Regions from separate parts of the Danio rerio genome. Here region 1 is linked to region 2. The links are chromatin contacts, called in public HiChIP or PLAC-seq maps. All regions are on one chromosome and are shown on one strand. Each heading gives the region's core, a stretch centred on a gene start, on an enhancer-like site or on the middle of the called end of the contact. The rest is flanking DNA. Distances are from core to core; before and after follow the strand shown.

Evidence for each region. HiChIP or PLAC-seq counts read pairs in DNA pulled down with a chosen protein or histone mark.
Region 1: a contact with region 2 is called in an H3K4me3 HiChIP or PLAC-seq map of embryo, with 2.2 times the contacts expected there. The contact joins the promoter of tor4ab here to the promoter of zgc:158343 in region 2. A contact is called at or near these places in 2 of 18 Hi-C or Micro-C datasets (caudal fin and embryo) and 2 of 4 datasets of contacts at active chromatin or transcription factors (caudal fin and embryo).

What each region holds. Positions count from the first base shown.
Region 1 is chr5:10,635,390-10,643,150 of GRCz12tu, forward strand. tor4ab (torsin family 4, member Ab) reads right to left here and starts at 3,339. Exons shown (of 4, transcript NM_001109861.1): 1 at 3,276-3,339.
Region 2 is chr5:10,551,685-10,559,086 of GRCz12tu, forward strand. It overlaps zgc:158343, which reads right to left and starts at 1,740. Exons shown (of 1, transcript NM_001080038.1): 1 at 585-1,740. The coding sequence starts at 1,698. The coding sequence ends at 1,069.

The DNA.
Region 1 (7,761 bases), core at 2,089-4,588, 85 kb after region 2:
AAGTGTTGCTTTTATAGTTTGCTACAGTTAAGTTTTTTCATTTTCTCTCTGTGAGAGCTCAGTCTCACGTGTGGATTAACAGTGTACGCGACGCTCAACAACAATAACTTACGTGTCTAAGGAGGAACATTGTTTACCTGAGAGCTGTTCTCATCTGCAAATGCTGAGATCTGGATTCGCTTGTAGTCTTCTCTTCATAAAGACGCGGCTCTAGTTGCTGGTGATTGTCCTGTCTCTACAGATTTGGTAAGTGAGCGACCAGCGCTCTTTGTTTATTCAGTTTGTTCGTATCGAACTAAGTTAACTATTGCACTGAGTTTAAACATGTTAGCACCACAACCAAACTTTAACCTCGTGTAGGATTTTCACCGCATTTTGTGACCGGAATAACACACGCGGCTTTCTGACACTACCTGCTGTGTGCATCTAAGTTTCCGGAAAATGCATAAGGTTTTTTCTCTCATTCGCCGTGCGGTAACAAACATTGCATGAAAAATACACGCTTAGAGCAGTTCCTCGTTTTTCGCGAGGTGCATGAATTAATTCCCTAAATGAAAGAGCCAAACAGCAGTTAAAATCCACCATTTAATAATTTGGCAAATAATTCTACCACAGATGTCCACATAAACACCGTCACTTTCTCCTGTGTGTGTGTGTTTTGACTCTGAAACTCGCGCGTGCCCAAAAAGACACTCCCACACCATCCCACTTTAGTTCCTCCAACACTCCCCCCTAAACAGAGCTGGACACGCCCACTTTTCTGACTTTTTCCAAAGCAGAGGTGTGAAAACCCTGCAGAAACGAGGGGGTTTCATGGCACTTTAAGTAAATCAGGTTTCAAGTTTTTTAGGCTATAAAAAGTTTAAAACCTAATTTCTTTCAGTTTGACTGATGTAAGTAGAGAGAACTAGAAGAGTTAAGTTGATTCAACTAAAAAAATGAGGCAGCAAGAATTTTAATTGTACAAATTGTAGCTGTAGAAAAGTATATTTGGAAATACTACTATAGTTGTTGAATTACTATCAAATTCCCAAAACAAATGAACTCAAGTACTGAACTATAGCACGGCTCCTCATAAAATACTATAGTATTTTTTTCATGTGGGTGTGTTCAAATACTTTTTTGAAACTTTAAAACCTTTTGAGCAATGCTCTTAAAATCACCTAACAACAGCGTCATCAAGGTGGCATCTTTTACATGAGCAAATTTTCATCAGAATATTTAATAATCGAGTTTCCAATTGCTCAAGACGCATACGTGCTGAAGTCCACACACACTTCCTACTAATGTTTTCAACACAGCGCACTGATATATATTTTCCTATACGCTCATCATCTTGAACTTACTTCCTCGTTTTCAACATGCTTTGGCAGAGAAATAAAAGAGGTGATGAGTTTATGACTTTGCATAACTGACTGTACGCTGGGGGTATTGCATTACAACATTACAATGCACAAACCAGAAGCAGATGTATAACAGCTGGATGTGCCAAAACTCTCTTCAGTTAAACAAAGAGAAAACTGAAGTCATTGCGTTTGAGAACAAAGATGAGGTTCTCAATGTGAATGTGTATCTTGGCTCTAAAGGTCAAACAACAACAACAACAAAAAGGTCAAGAATCTTGATGTGATTCTGGAGTCAGATCTGAGCTTCAATAGTCATGTCAAAGCAGCAACTAAATCCAAATACCACCATCTCAAAAATATTGCAAGAATTAGACAGAGAGGAAGTAGTTCATGGTTTTATGGCCAGCCATCTAATCTGAGTGATCGGGGAGAAGGGCTTTAGTCAGGGAGGTGATCAATAACCTGATGGTCACTCTGTCTGAGCTGCAGCGTTCTTCTGTGAAGGGTGAAGAACTTTACAGAAGGACAACCATCTGTGCAGCAATCCACCAATCAGGCCTGTATGGTTAAGTGGGCAGACGGAAGCCACTCCCCGCCTGGAATATGTCAAAAGGCATCTGAAGGACTCTCAGACCATAAGAAACTAAATTCTCTGGTCCCATGAGACTAAAATTGAACTCTTTGGAGTGAATGCCAGGCGTTACGTTTTGAGAAAGCAGATACCATCTGCTTGGCTAATACCATCTCTACAGTGAAGCATGGTGGTGGCAGCATCATGCTGTGAGGATGTTTTTCAGCAGCAGGAACTGGAAGACTAGTCAGGATAGAGGGAAAGATGAATGCAGCAATGTACAGAGACATCCAGAATGAAAACCTGCTTCAGAGTGCTCCTGACCTCAGACTGGGGCGATGGTTCATCTTCCAGCAGAACAATGACCCTAAGCACACCACCAAAATATCAATGGAGTGGCTTCACAAGAACTTTGTGAATGTCCTTGAGTGGCCCAGCCAGAGCCCAGACCCAAATATTATTGAACATCTCTGGAGAGATCTGAAAATGGCTGTACAGTGTCGCTTCCCATCCAACCTGATAGAGCTTGAGAGGTACTGCAAAGAGGAATGGGCAAAAATTCCTGAAGACAGGTGTGCCAAGCTTGTGGCATCATATTCAAAAAGGCTTGAGGCTGTAATCGCTGCAAAAGGTGCATCAACAATGTATTAAGCAAAGGCTGTGAATACTGATGTACATGTGATTTTCCAGCTTTTTTATTTTTTATAAATTTGCAACAATTTCAAAAACTCTTTTTTACATTGTCATTATGAGGAATAGTGTGTAAAATTTTGAGGAAAAAAATTGAATTTAATACATTTTGGAATAAGGCTTAAACATCAAAAAAAGGAAAAAAAAATAGTGAAGCGATATACATTCTGGATGCATATATATATATATATATATATATATATATATATATATATATATATATATATATATATGCATCCGGAAAGTATATATATATATATATATATATATATATATATATATATATATATATATATATATATATATATATATATATATATATATGAAAGCATCACTGTGTCTTATCTATAGAGATACTGCTGAGAATGATGTTTGTTTGCATACAGCTCTGAGGTCAGTTATGCAAACCTCACCATGCAAATGTGCTTGTGCTACACAGAAACAGTAGTATAAAACTGCATATAGAGACACGATCTTAAAATACAGACAAAACATGTTTTTGCTTCTTATTTTAACATCAAAGTCAGATGCCTGATTGTATACCAGTGAAATACGGCCCTTTATCTTGCATGCATAAGTTAGTGAGATAAAGAGAAACACGAGACATCAACAATCAAGAAGATCAGACCAAAAAACAAGCAGATGAGAAAGAAAACACGGGTTATTACCTTCAAAATCAGACGTGATGTCAACTTGCTGGATTCTTCTAGAGTGTTGGTGTTTTCCTTGAATATGGTCGTTTTGATGTGGATATCTGATATGCGATTGACTGCTGGTGTCCACCTGTCTGCTACCTGTCCAATAGGGCTTCAATCAGTCCATCATCTGTGGGTTTAAGCTCCGCCTCCTCATTCCACCGTCGCATCATGTCTGTTTTTTCATGTTTGCCTTTCCTTATGCAATGATGTGGAATAAAAATACAGCAACATCAGGGTCTCTGTACAACTGCGGTGTCACGTGCAGATGGAAAAGTCTGTACGTGCACAATCTGTATTTTTCTTATAATAAATGCTGGTCTGGGTTCTAAAGCTATTTTCAGACAGTAAACTGGAATAGAATAAATCATGATATGCACAGTTTGGATAAGATTATGGAAATATTTAAGTTAGTGCTCTAAACTGTTAAAAGCAAAGATTTGAAAAGCGTTTTTGTTTCTCCTCAGTGATGCTATAGGACAAAAATCAACGCAAAATCAACACAATCTCCTGGCAATTCGTAACTTTTTGGTTTAGTGGCTAATTGAATTCGTATGATTTAATTCATACAATTTAGTACGATTTGCTCATCCCCCAGTGATGGTTGGGGTTAGGGGTGGGGTTGGGTGCCACGCCTCCTTTTTAAAATTGTACATTTTTGTACGACTGAATCAACCACTAAACTGACAAAACGTAAAATACTTTCCTCGTTAGATCAGGCTGCCAAACTCAGTCCTGGAGGGCCGGTGTCCTGCATATTTTAATTCCAACCCCAATTAAACACACCTGAACCAGTTAATCAAGCTCTTTCTAGGTATACTATGGGGTACCCCAGAACAGAGTTTGGACACCCCTGCTATAGGACAACCATTTTTGCTAGGATTATTTTTTTAAATAAAGAGCCTTTTGTGGAATGTAAAGATTACAATTTCAAGGTTCTTAGATTCTGTGATTTTATTATTATTTAAAAAGTATGTTATTTTATGATTCTAAGATTCTTTGATGGTCATATTATATGAATCAAAGATTATAGCTCCTTTCACACACACAGACCTTTCTTTCCGGAAAATTACTGGCATTTTTCTGGAAAGGTCTGTTTGTGTGAACAGGTTCTTTTCGAAAATACTGGTAAATTTTCCAGAAAGAAAAGTTGTACCATTACCCATAATGGGCTATATGCACACAGACTTTTAATTTATAGTCAGGCAGCTCAAGAGCTTCTGGTGCACTGTCTTTCCATTACAAAATTTTCACGTTTAAGTTCTGATTTCTTACAAAATCAGCGATCTTCACTGTCTAATAGAGATACGATTTAAAGTGCACTGTAAAAATAAATCTGTAATTTTACATGTTATTCCGGCAGCTGGGGTGCTGGGAAAAAAAAGTTAAATAACGGCCGTTAAATTACAGAAATTTACTGTAAAATATCTGAGGTTGAATTACAGAAATTGTCCAGCGATTTTAATTTAAGGACATTTCTGTAGTTTAATATCTGTTATTTTACAGCAAATTTCTGTCCTTTAACGGCTGTTATTTTACGGTTTATTTCCAGTACCTCAGATTTTTTTTAAAGTGGGTCTCAGATTGGACAATCACACTGCATTAAATTCCATTTCCCCCCGCCATGTCTTTAAAATATGACAGTTTATGTTACCCCAGTATTTTCAATGGAATTTCTGTGCTAGCCTGTTGCTACTGACAGTCTTTCATCTCGTGGTTGAACAACTGAATGAAAGCTTAAGTCTATTTAACTGCATGTATTGTAATAACAGCATCGATGCTGTAAAAAACAACCTTGTGAAATTGGAAATAGTCACATTAAGCTTTCACCGGATGTTTATCGTTGGCTTTAAAACTCTAGCTGTGCATATAGCCCATTTGCAAATGCTGCGCTGTGTGAAGTGAAATTGCCGGAAAGAACGCGTTCATGTCTAGAAAGCTCAGACGTGAGATGTCTACTCAAGCCAATCAAAATATTCAGATGCTTTTTTTAATGAAAATAAAAGCTTTAGAATATTTTTCCAGACACATTTAGCTGCTAGATGTTAGTCAGAAAATGTTTCCATGTTCCGTCTTAATGTCAACTGTAAAAAAAAATCTATAAAATGCTTTTGATAAATCGCTGTTTGTTTACCTTGCTTCAGTTGCTTGACGCATGAGCACGTGAAGTAAAGCAGTGCTCCAGTCAGTGCATATTATATACATCTCGACATGTAAATATGTTCCTCCATGTTTTTATCAAAGTTGTTCACAAGACTGATCCATCCACAGAATTTGTAATGTAATTAAAAGTGTAAACGGGTTCGCACTTCTGCCATTGGATATCTCTGGGATAAAGCAGCTGCATGACTGCTAAAGCTTTAGATAAAAGTGAAATCATCAACAAAAGCCTGACCCCTTCTATGTTTACAAATACATGTGCAGCAGTTTAGAGGGGATGTTTTTCTTATTTCTGGTTACCGATGTCAGAATTTACCGCTATTTTGGAACGGATGTGTGAATGGTCTTTTTTGAATTTACAGGTAAAGTCGTTCCGCAATATTCAGGATATTTCAATAGTATCTGGATGCAGCCTTTAGGATGCAAGTTGAAATTGCATCACTTAGCGATGCAATGTCAGACACCATGCACTCAATGGAGTGAGTGACGTCACTGTGTGAGGTAGGGTTAGGTGTGGGGTTAGGTGAGCCCATTAAAAAGCATTGGATGCAGCTCAGATTGCACTACACCAGGTCTGCATCCAGACCTCTCTCCGATATTTACCAGTATCACTGTGTGAAAGGGGCTAATGATTCCAGGACTCTCAAAAATTCAGTGATTGTAAGAATCCATGATTATAAGATTCTGTGATACTAACATTGAATAGATTAAGATTCTGAGATTTTATTTTTTGATTCTAATGTTTTTGATTGTGTGAGTCTACAGTTGTTTGATTCTATGAATCTAAGATCCCGTTATTTCCAAGATACTATGAATAAAAGTTTGTAAAATTCTGATTCTAAAAGTCTAATTATATGACTCTAAGGTGATTCTAAAATTCTGTGAGTAAATATATTTTTATAATTCTAAAATTCTATGAATATAAGGTCCCACTTTTGTAGACTTTCTAGACCCATTTTGTACACAACAGATCAAACCCTGAGGCAGATGGACTACAGCAGCAGCAGACCCCACCAGGTGCCACTCCTGTAAGCTAAAAACATGAAACTGAGGCTACAGTTCACACAGGCTCACCAAAACTGGACAATAGAAGATTGAAAAAACGTTGCCTGCTCTGATGAGTCTCGATTTCTGCTCGACATTCAGCAGAAGGGGTAGGGTCAGAATTTAAATTCTACAGCCTGTCTTTCTTTCTCTGAAAGCATTTGAGAGTTTCCTTGACTGTGTTTTGGATCTTTGTCTTGCTGAAATGTCCACCCTGGTTTCATCTTCATCATCCTGCAAATGTAAATGTTGGACTGAAGCAGTTGATTTTCATTTACAATGAGGAAGGACAGAGGATTGCTGAAGAACAACTGAGAGATTTCATCTGCTGTCTGGGCTTTCGCTGCCTTTCTACGCCTCCCTTTCTTCATGTGTTCAATACTTTTCTCCTTTGTCATATTATTTTATTACAAAGAACTTCATTAGTAAACTAATAAATTTTTTTTTGGGGGGGGGGGGGGGGTCATGTATGGATTTGTTTGGTTGCTATCAACATCCAGTGAAAATTTCAAGTCAACAGCACCTTTACAAAAATGTTTTCTGAGAAAAATGGTGACATGTTCAATATTTTCCCAACTGTATACGTTTCATTGTTGCAGTGTCCACCTAAACACAACACATGAACTGTTTCTGATTTTAATTGTAATGCAATAACCTTTTCTAAAGCTGCTTTGAAACAATAAATATCATAAAAAAGAACCATACAAATGCATTTGTACTTAATTGAATCCAGCTTGTATACATGAATATATACAGAATATATATATATATATAAAAAAATGTAATGAATGTATGAATAAATGCAGGAAAAAGCCACACACTTGACCTGTTGTGATCCTTGACCCATCTCCACGCCACTGGCAGAATCTACATTATTCACAAATGATCTAAATGACATTTACATAACTGCTTTGTGGGTGGAAACAGAAAGCGGTTTTATTTTGCATTATTTGCAGTCTAATTCACCGATTATTCAATTAGGGTAATTTTGCCGGAGGAACAATTTTCCTAACGATATAATGGACAGTAGGTTTTCCACATCCAAGTGTTCAGACAGAAACAAATGAGGGAGTTTTACCATGAAAGTTCACGTCCTTAAAATTACACCTGAGGGACAACGTTTGTCACAAAGTTCGTCATCACAATGTCTGTTTGTACACAAAACTGAATGACAGACTGCGTCACAATCTTGAGTGAACAGTCAGTTTCTGTTTTTGAGAGCATTAAAAAGTGTCAGAATGACTGCTAATTATGT
Region 2 (7,402 bases), core at 490-2,989:
TTCAACAAACCATTTGATTAAAAATCTACTTTATATACTGTGAGCTTGCTCCATTTAAGGTAAAGTGATGATGAGGCATTTAATGAACTAATTACCCTCAACACTGAGTTCAAAACTCTTCAATTGAGTAGAATTAACTTTCAGTAAATTTTGAGTTAACTACACTCACTTCATTTGATAATGTTGACTGTTGGGTTTTACAGTGCACATAATCAATCATTAAACGTTTAAAGGAAGAATAAAATGTTCACGTATTTATAGTGCACGGTAAAAATGTAAAGACCACAAATATTTGATGTTGATTTAACTTTTTTTGAAAAGTAAATCAGGTTTCAACTACATTTTGTAGGTTATACAAAGCTTAACTTGATATTTTTAGTTAAAGTTGAGATTACTTTAAAAAAGTTAATTCGATTCAACTAAAAAAAAATGTAAGGCAGCAATAATTATTTTAATGTGCGATATACAATGTTTTATATAAATATTTTTACCTTAAATGTTTCAAACTGACACTAAGAAACTATTGTATTGTCAACAAGTTTGTCAGGAAAAGGAGAAGGAAAAAGAAGACAATGGAAAAGTATAGTTGAAGTTGCAAATATCAATTTATTTCACAATAACAAAATAAATAAGTAAATAATAACAATAAATAGCATTAAATAATAAATAGTTAACGAATACTTCATCATACATATGTTCATATATAACACACAGGAAATCGTCAATATGAGATTCAAGTATTATTTCAGCGTTCAGCAACACAAACGATCATCGCGACGTCCTCATGATTTCAGACTTCTGTATCTAAAAAAACAGCTCTACTTGCAAGGCTATGCTAAATATCTACCCTTCAAGCGAAACATATTCAAGTAAGCTAAATCTAAAGCCTTTCAAGTATCATTCCGTAAGCTTTTTGTTCGTCATTCAAGTCCATCAAACGTCTCCTCAGTTTGTGTTTACTTCACTTCGCTCTAAAACACCGTAGTCTTATAGTTTTGAGCACCACAGGAGCTCGTTTTTCCAAAAAGGCTTGGAGTAAAAAGTCCACAGACTTGTTTAAGAGTTCGTTCAGTTCTCAGAACCAAGTCTATGATAGACTGGATAGAGAAGAGCCACCACATATCCATTTCTCCGGCTCTGCTGCTGCTGCTGGTAGATCGCGGTGAAATCCTCCTCCTCCAATACGGAGCTCGGGCATGTAGTGTTCAGGAGCCAGAAACTGTCCTTTTTCTCCCCGTTCCTGGAGCTGGAGGACTCGTATGGCATCTGGATGAACTCCTCAGGGCAGTTGCTCATCATTTGTTTAGCTTGCTCTTCAGCAGACTGGAAAGGGAGCACGTTGTATGCAGACGCCTCAGTCTGCGGAGTCTCCACGGATCCCTCCTCGGTGTAGATCTGCATGAAAACCACCATGCATAATATGAGCAGCCAGCGTTTAACCGGGCTCTTTTCGGCTGGTGGGAGATATTTGCGCACTTTGGCTGGGTACATGACCCTTGTGTTCCTCTTGCGCGGCCGAACTGGAACTCCGCGCTGCGGGAAAGCGCCGGGCTGCTGCGGCTCAGGGATCCGCTCGAAAGTGAAGATTTCCGGCTGTGTGTTGCGCGGCATCATCGATCCGAAGCCGAACTGCGGTTGTGGCTGGAAGAAGTTGTTTGATGGTAATGTGAAAATCAGACTGTCTGATCTGGTCAGCATTGTTAGTTCAGGTCGGTTTTAGAATGCTGTATTTGCTCTTGTGTCTCTGGATCGCAAAAGTGACTTCTCTAACTTTAGAGTGAGGTCTATATATTTTGGTTTTAAGAGACGCCCATAGAGAAAAGCCACACCCTTCAGATGGAAAATGTTGGGATTTTTACACAAAAAGTACACGGTTTTAGACTATTGTGAGAGGTTAAGGCTAGAGAATCGCTGAGAGCCACGAAGAGATTGACTTCATGAGAGGTTATATAAAATAAAAAAACAATTGTTTTATAAACCAAACATCATTGGATTATTTTAACTTCTTTTAAAGAAAACCATTTGATTTTTTTGTATTTTTCTAATCTATCTAAAATTTGTGAACTAAAATTTTTAAGACTGTCAGCTGTTCATATTTTACATTTATTTGCTTCTAAAAAGGTAATTAATTTACTAAAAATCATTTAATCACAACCTTAAAGACAAAAAATATCGGGTTAAAAAAATAATCCAAGGTTTTAGACTATTGTGAAAGGGTTAAGGATAGAGAATCACTGAAAGCCATGAAGAAATTGACTTCATGAAGGCTTATATAAAATCAATCAAAAACAAAACATTTTTATAAACCAAACATCATTGGATCACTTCAAGTGTAGAAAGAAAACCATTTGATTTTATTGTATTTTTCTTTCTATCTGAATGTGTGGATTATTTAATGATTTTTAAGACTGTCAGCTGTTTATATTTAACATTTATTTATTTTCTAAAAATGTTCCCTTGAATAAAAATGTAACCTTCAATCAAGACGGAAAATATTGTGCTTTAACAAAAAAGTAGGCTACAAGGTTTTAGACTGATGTGAGAGGTTAAGGTTAGTGAGAATTGTTGAGAGAGTCATGAAGAGATTTACTTCATGAGAGGTTATTTAAAATCAATCAAAAACAAAACATTTTTATAAACCAAATATCACTGGATCACTTTAAGTAAATGATTTGATTTTGTTCTATTTTTCTATCTATCTAAATGTGTGAATTAAGGATTTTTAGGACTGTCAGCTGTTTATATTTTACATTTATTTATTTCTAAAAATTTAATCCATTAACTAAAAATCATTAAATCACACCCTTAAGATGGATTTTTGAGTTCAAAAAAAAAAAAAAAAAAAAAAAAAACAAGGTTTAAGACTAATGTGAGAGGTTAAGGATAGAGAATCAATGAGAGCCATGAAGAGATCAACTTCATGAGAGGTAATGTGAAAAACAAACAAACAAACAAACAAACAAACAAACACATTTTGTAAACCAAACCTCATTGGATCACTTTAAGTATCCCAAAGCAGACTTTTTTTTTAAGAAAATGATTTGATTTTATTGTATTTTTCTATCTGTCTAAATGTGTGAATTATATTGTGAATTTTAAGACTGTCATCTGTTTATATTTTACATTTATTTATTTTCTAAAGATTTAATTCATTAACTAAAAGTCATTTAATGACATCCTTCAGTCAAGATTGAAAAACACAAGATATTAGACTAATATGAGAGGTTAAGGTTAGAAAGAATCATTAAGATATCATTATGTTTTACATTTACAATACAATAGTTTATTTTATTTTATTAAATTATATTATATTTTACATTTATTTATTTCCAGAAAGGAAATTCATTAACTAAAAGTCCTCACTTTAAGTGTACCACAATGTTTTTAAGTAAACAGTTTGATCTTTTTGAGGGAATTATAATGATTGTAAGACGGTCGGGATTTTTAATATTTCCTATTCATTTATTTAAAATTTGTCAAATTAAATATAAATGTGGTAGCCTATGTGGAGCTGCCTTGAATTAATCTGAGAATGGTGCAAATTATAATTTGACACTACACAAAGTCTGTCAAATGTTATTTATTCATTTATTGGTCATTTTGTTGCTATATGTTTGTGCCATCTAAAAATAAGTGAAAATAAATATAATGTAGGGTTGGAAATGTGCATGCTTGCAATTGTATTTCTCTCAAAAAGTAAAAAATAAAAATAAATAAATAGAAAAGTGGAAAAATGATTATATAAATGTAATAGTAAATATAAATTAAAGTGCTCAAAATAAACGAGTACACCCCTCACAGATCTCTCTTTGAAAATAAAGTTTCAATATGATGCTTTACAATAATATATCTGTGCATAAACTGTACATTATTAGTCATTACCAAAGCCAAAACTGGAACTAGACCAGCAAAAAACATAATATGCTGGAGTAAAAAATTACTTTTTTAAACAGAAACAAAATCAAGAGAAAGTTTAAAAAAATTTAAAATGTTGAAAATGTGTAGTTTGTTGTTTTTACTGCAATAAATTGGTCAAATTTAAATGTATTATTTTTCTATTGCTAAAGATGCGTGACCAAACTCTTATTTTAATTAATAAAACCGTTCAATGAATCGGTTTTATTTAAATGCACTAAAATGTGTGTCTACATGTATCTTTGTGTGGTTGTGGCTAGTTGTGTGGACTCTGCTAAATTTAGAATGACTTGTGTCTCTATAGGGTTATAGTCATCTGTATTTTTTTTCCTCAGCCCCTTTAAGATATTCAGTTACATCATTTTTTAGTGACTCATGCTGAAGCATGCAATCATACTCACTGTGTCTGAATATAATGCTCGATGCTGTTCGTGTAACGTGTTTTTTTTTTGTTTTTTTTTTGCTTTCTAATGAGGAATTACACTTTCTACCATGAAATTCTGTTTAACTCCAATTTCTTCACCTAATTCTTGATCTTCACGGTAGAGTTTTGTTTCCCACATTCTGATAAAGGACGCAATAACTATTTCTCAAGCCTTATCTTACATGAGAAAAAATGTTTTTGGTCAAGCATGAACACTTATGGCGTAGTTTAGTCTGAAACTCACCACTTTTTATCTGAGTTTGCAATTAACACATGAAAGTTATACAATTGTGTTTTGCTATTCAAACCTTTCGGTTTCCCAAAGAAACATTAACATGAAGTACATTTGAATATTCCTAGAAAATATAGTTCTTCAAGAACCTCCATTGAACATTTCCAGCCCACTAAAAAATTCTTATTCTGGAAAAGTTTTTAGACTAAACACAAAATGTTCAGTGCAAGTGATATAAAAAGTGATGTTCACTTACTTTTCAAAGTAAAGTTTACTTATCGATTTCACTTTAAAAGAAACAGGTTTACTCACCTTTTAAAGTCAACAAATCACTTTAAAAGCAATAAGTTTACTCTCTTTTCTGAGTAAAGTCAACTAATCGCTATAAAATCAAATTGTTTACTTATTTTTTCTGAGTAAAGTAAAATAGTAATTCTAAAAGCAATGGGCTTACTCATTTATCTGAGTAAAGTCAACAAATTGCTGTAAAAGCAACAGGTTTACTCACTTTTCAAAGTCAACGAATCACTTTAAAAGCAATGTGTTTACTCACTCTTTTCTGAGTAAAGTCAACTAATCGCTTTAAAAGCAACAGGTTTACTCACCTTTTAAAGTCAATGAATCAATTTAAAAGCAATGCATTTACTCAGTTTTTCCTGAGTAAAGTCAACTAATCGCTTTAAAAGCAATGTGTTTACTCACTCTTTTCTGAGTAAAGTCAACCAATTGCCTAAAAAGCAAAGGGTTTATTCACTTCGCTGAATAAAGTCAACTAATCGTTTTAAAAGCAACAGGTTTACTTACTCTCTAAAAGCAATTTGTTTACTTATTTTTTTCTTAGTAAACTAATAATTTTAAAAGGTTTACTCACGTTTTCTAAGTAAAGTCAACTGATCGCTATAAAAGCAAATTGTTTACTTATTTTTTCCTCAGTAAACTAATCACTTTAAAAGCAATAGGGTTTCCTCACTTTTCTGAGTAAAGTCAACTAATTACTTTAAAAGCAATGGGTTTTCTTAATTTTTTCTGAGTCAACTAATCTAAAGCAACATGTTTACTTACCTTTTAAAGTCAACCAATCTCTTTAAAAGCAATGGGTTTACTCACTGTTTTCTGAGCATAGTCACCTAATCGCTTTAATAGCAACAGGTTTATTCACTTCGCTGAATAAAGTTAACTAATAGTTTCAAAAGCAACAGGTTTACTTAATTTGTTCTGGGTATAGTTACCTAATGGCTTTAAAAGCAACACGTTTACTTACTCTTTTCTGAGTATAGTCTACTAATGGCTTTAAAAGCAATGGGTTTACTCACCCTTTTCTGAGTATAGTCTACTAATCGCTTTAAAAGCAACCAGTTTACTCACTTTTTCTGAGTATTGTTTACTAATTGCTTTAAAAGCAATGGGTTTACTCACTCTTTTCTGAGTATAGTCTACTAATCGCTTTAAAAGCAATCAGTTTACTCACTTTTTCTGAGTATTGTTTACTAATCGCTTTAAAAGCAATGGGTTTACGAGACTTTTCTAAGTAAAGCGATTAGTTGACAATACTTAGAAAAAGATAATAACTTCCACTTCTTTTAAAACTATTAGTTGAATACACTGAGAAAAAAGTGAGCAAATCCACTGCTTTTAAAGCATCTAGTTGACTATACTGAGAAAAAAAGTGAGTAAATCCACTGCTTTTAAAGCAATTAGTTGACTATACTGAGAAAAAAGTGAACAAATCCACTGCTTTTAAAGTGATTAGTTGACTATACTGAGAAAAATTGAGTAAATCACTGCTTTTAAAGCGATAAGTTGAATATACTGAGAAAAAAGTAAGTAAATCCACTGCTTTTAAAGCATCTAGTTGACTATACTGAGAAAAAAGTGAGCAAATCCACTGCTTTTAAAGCATCTAGTTGACTATACTGAGAAAAAGTGAGTAAATCCATGGCTTTTAAAGCAGTTAGTTGACTATACTGAGAAAAAGTGAACAAATCCACTGCTTTTAAAGCGATTAGTTGACTTTACTCATAAAAGAGTGAGTAAATCCACTGCTTTTAAATTGATTAGTTGACTTTACTCATAAAAGAGTGAGTAAACTCGTTGCTTTTAGAGCAATTAGTTGACTTTACTCATAAAAGAGTGAGTAAACTCGTTGCTTTTAGAGCAATTAGTTGACTTTACTTGTAAAAGTCTTGTAAACCCATTGCTTTTAAAGTCAACTATTTGCTTTAAGCAACGAGTTTACTCTCTTTAAAAGTCAACTAATCACTTTAAAAGCAACAGGTTTCCTCACTTTTCTTGACTAGGGAGTCCGTTAATCACTTTGTGCAGTGTACAGAAACATTTGAGGGATGTCAAAGATTCAGCAGGAACAACCAGTCCCAGTCATGATCACTGACTTTCAAATGGCCCTTTTAGATTTGTTTATGCTAAAGCAGGGGTCTCAAACTCAATTTACCTGGGGGCCGCAGGAGGCAAAGTCTGGGTGAGGCTGGGCCGCATAAGGGATTTCACAAAAAAAGTCCTCAAATGTCATTATTAACAGTTTTAATTATTTCTTCTGAACATGAAGTGTCCTGAACATTAATAGAACATTGAGTGAAGATTATGAACAGTTCTTCTGAACATCGCATCTTTTGCCTACTTCTTGCTGCCAGAGACTTGACAGCGCTTCTTCTCACAAATCTGAACCACATTTGGCTTTAGAGCGGAAGCAGTTGAGACCCTCAGTATGGCTTGTAGATGATCATCATTAAGTCTAGACCTGTACTTTGACTTATTGAAGTCCTAGGGAAAAAAGTGGGGGAACTCACTCAAAACTTCCGTTCCCTCACCTAAAA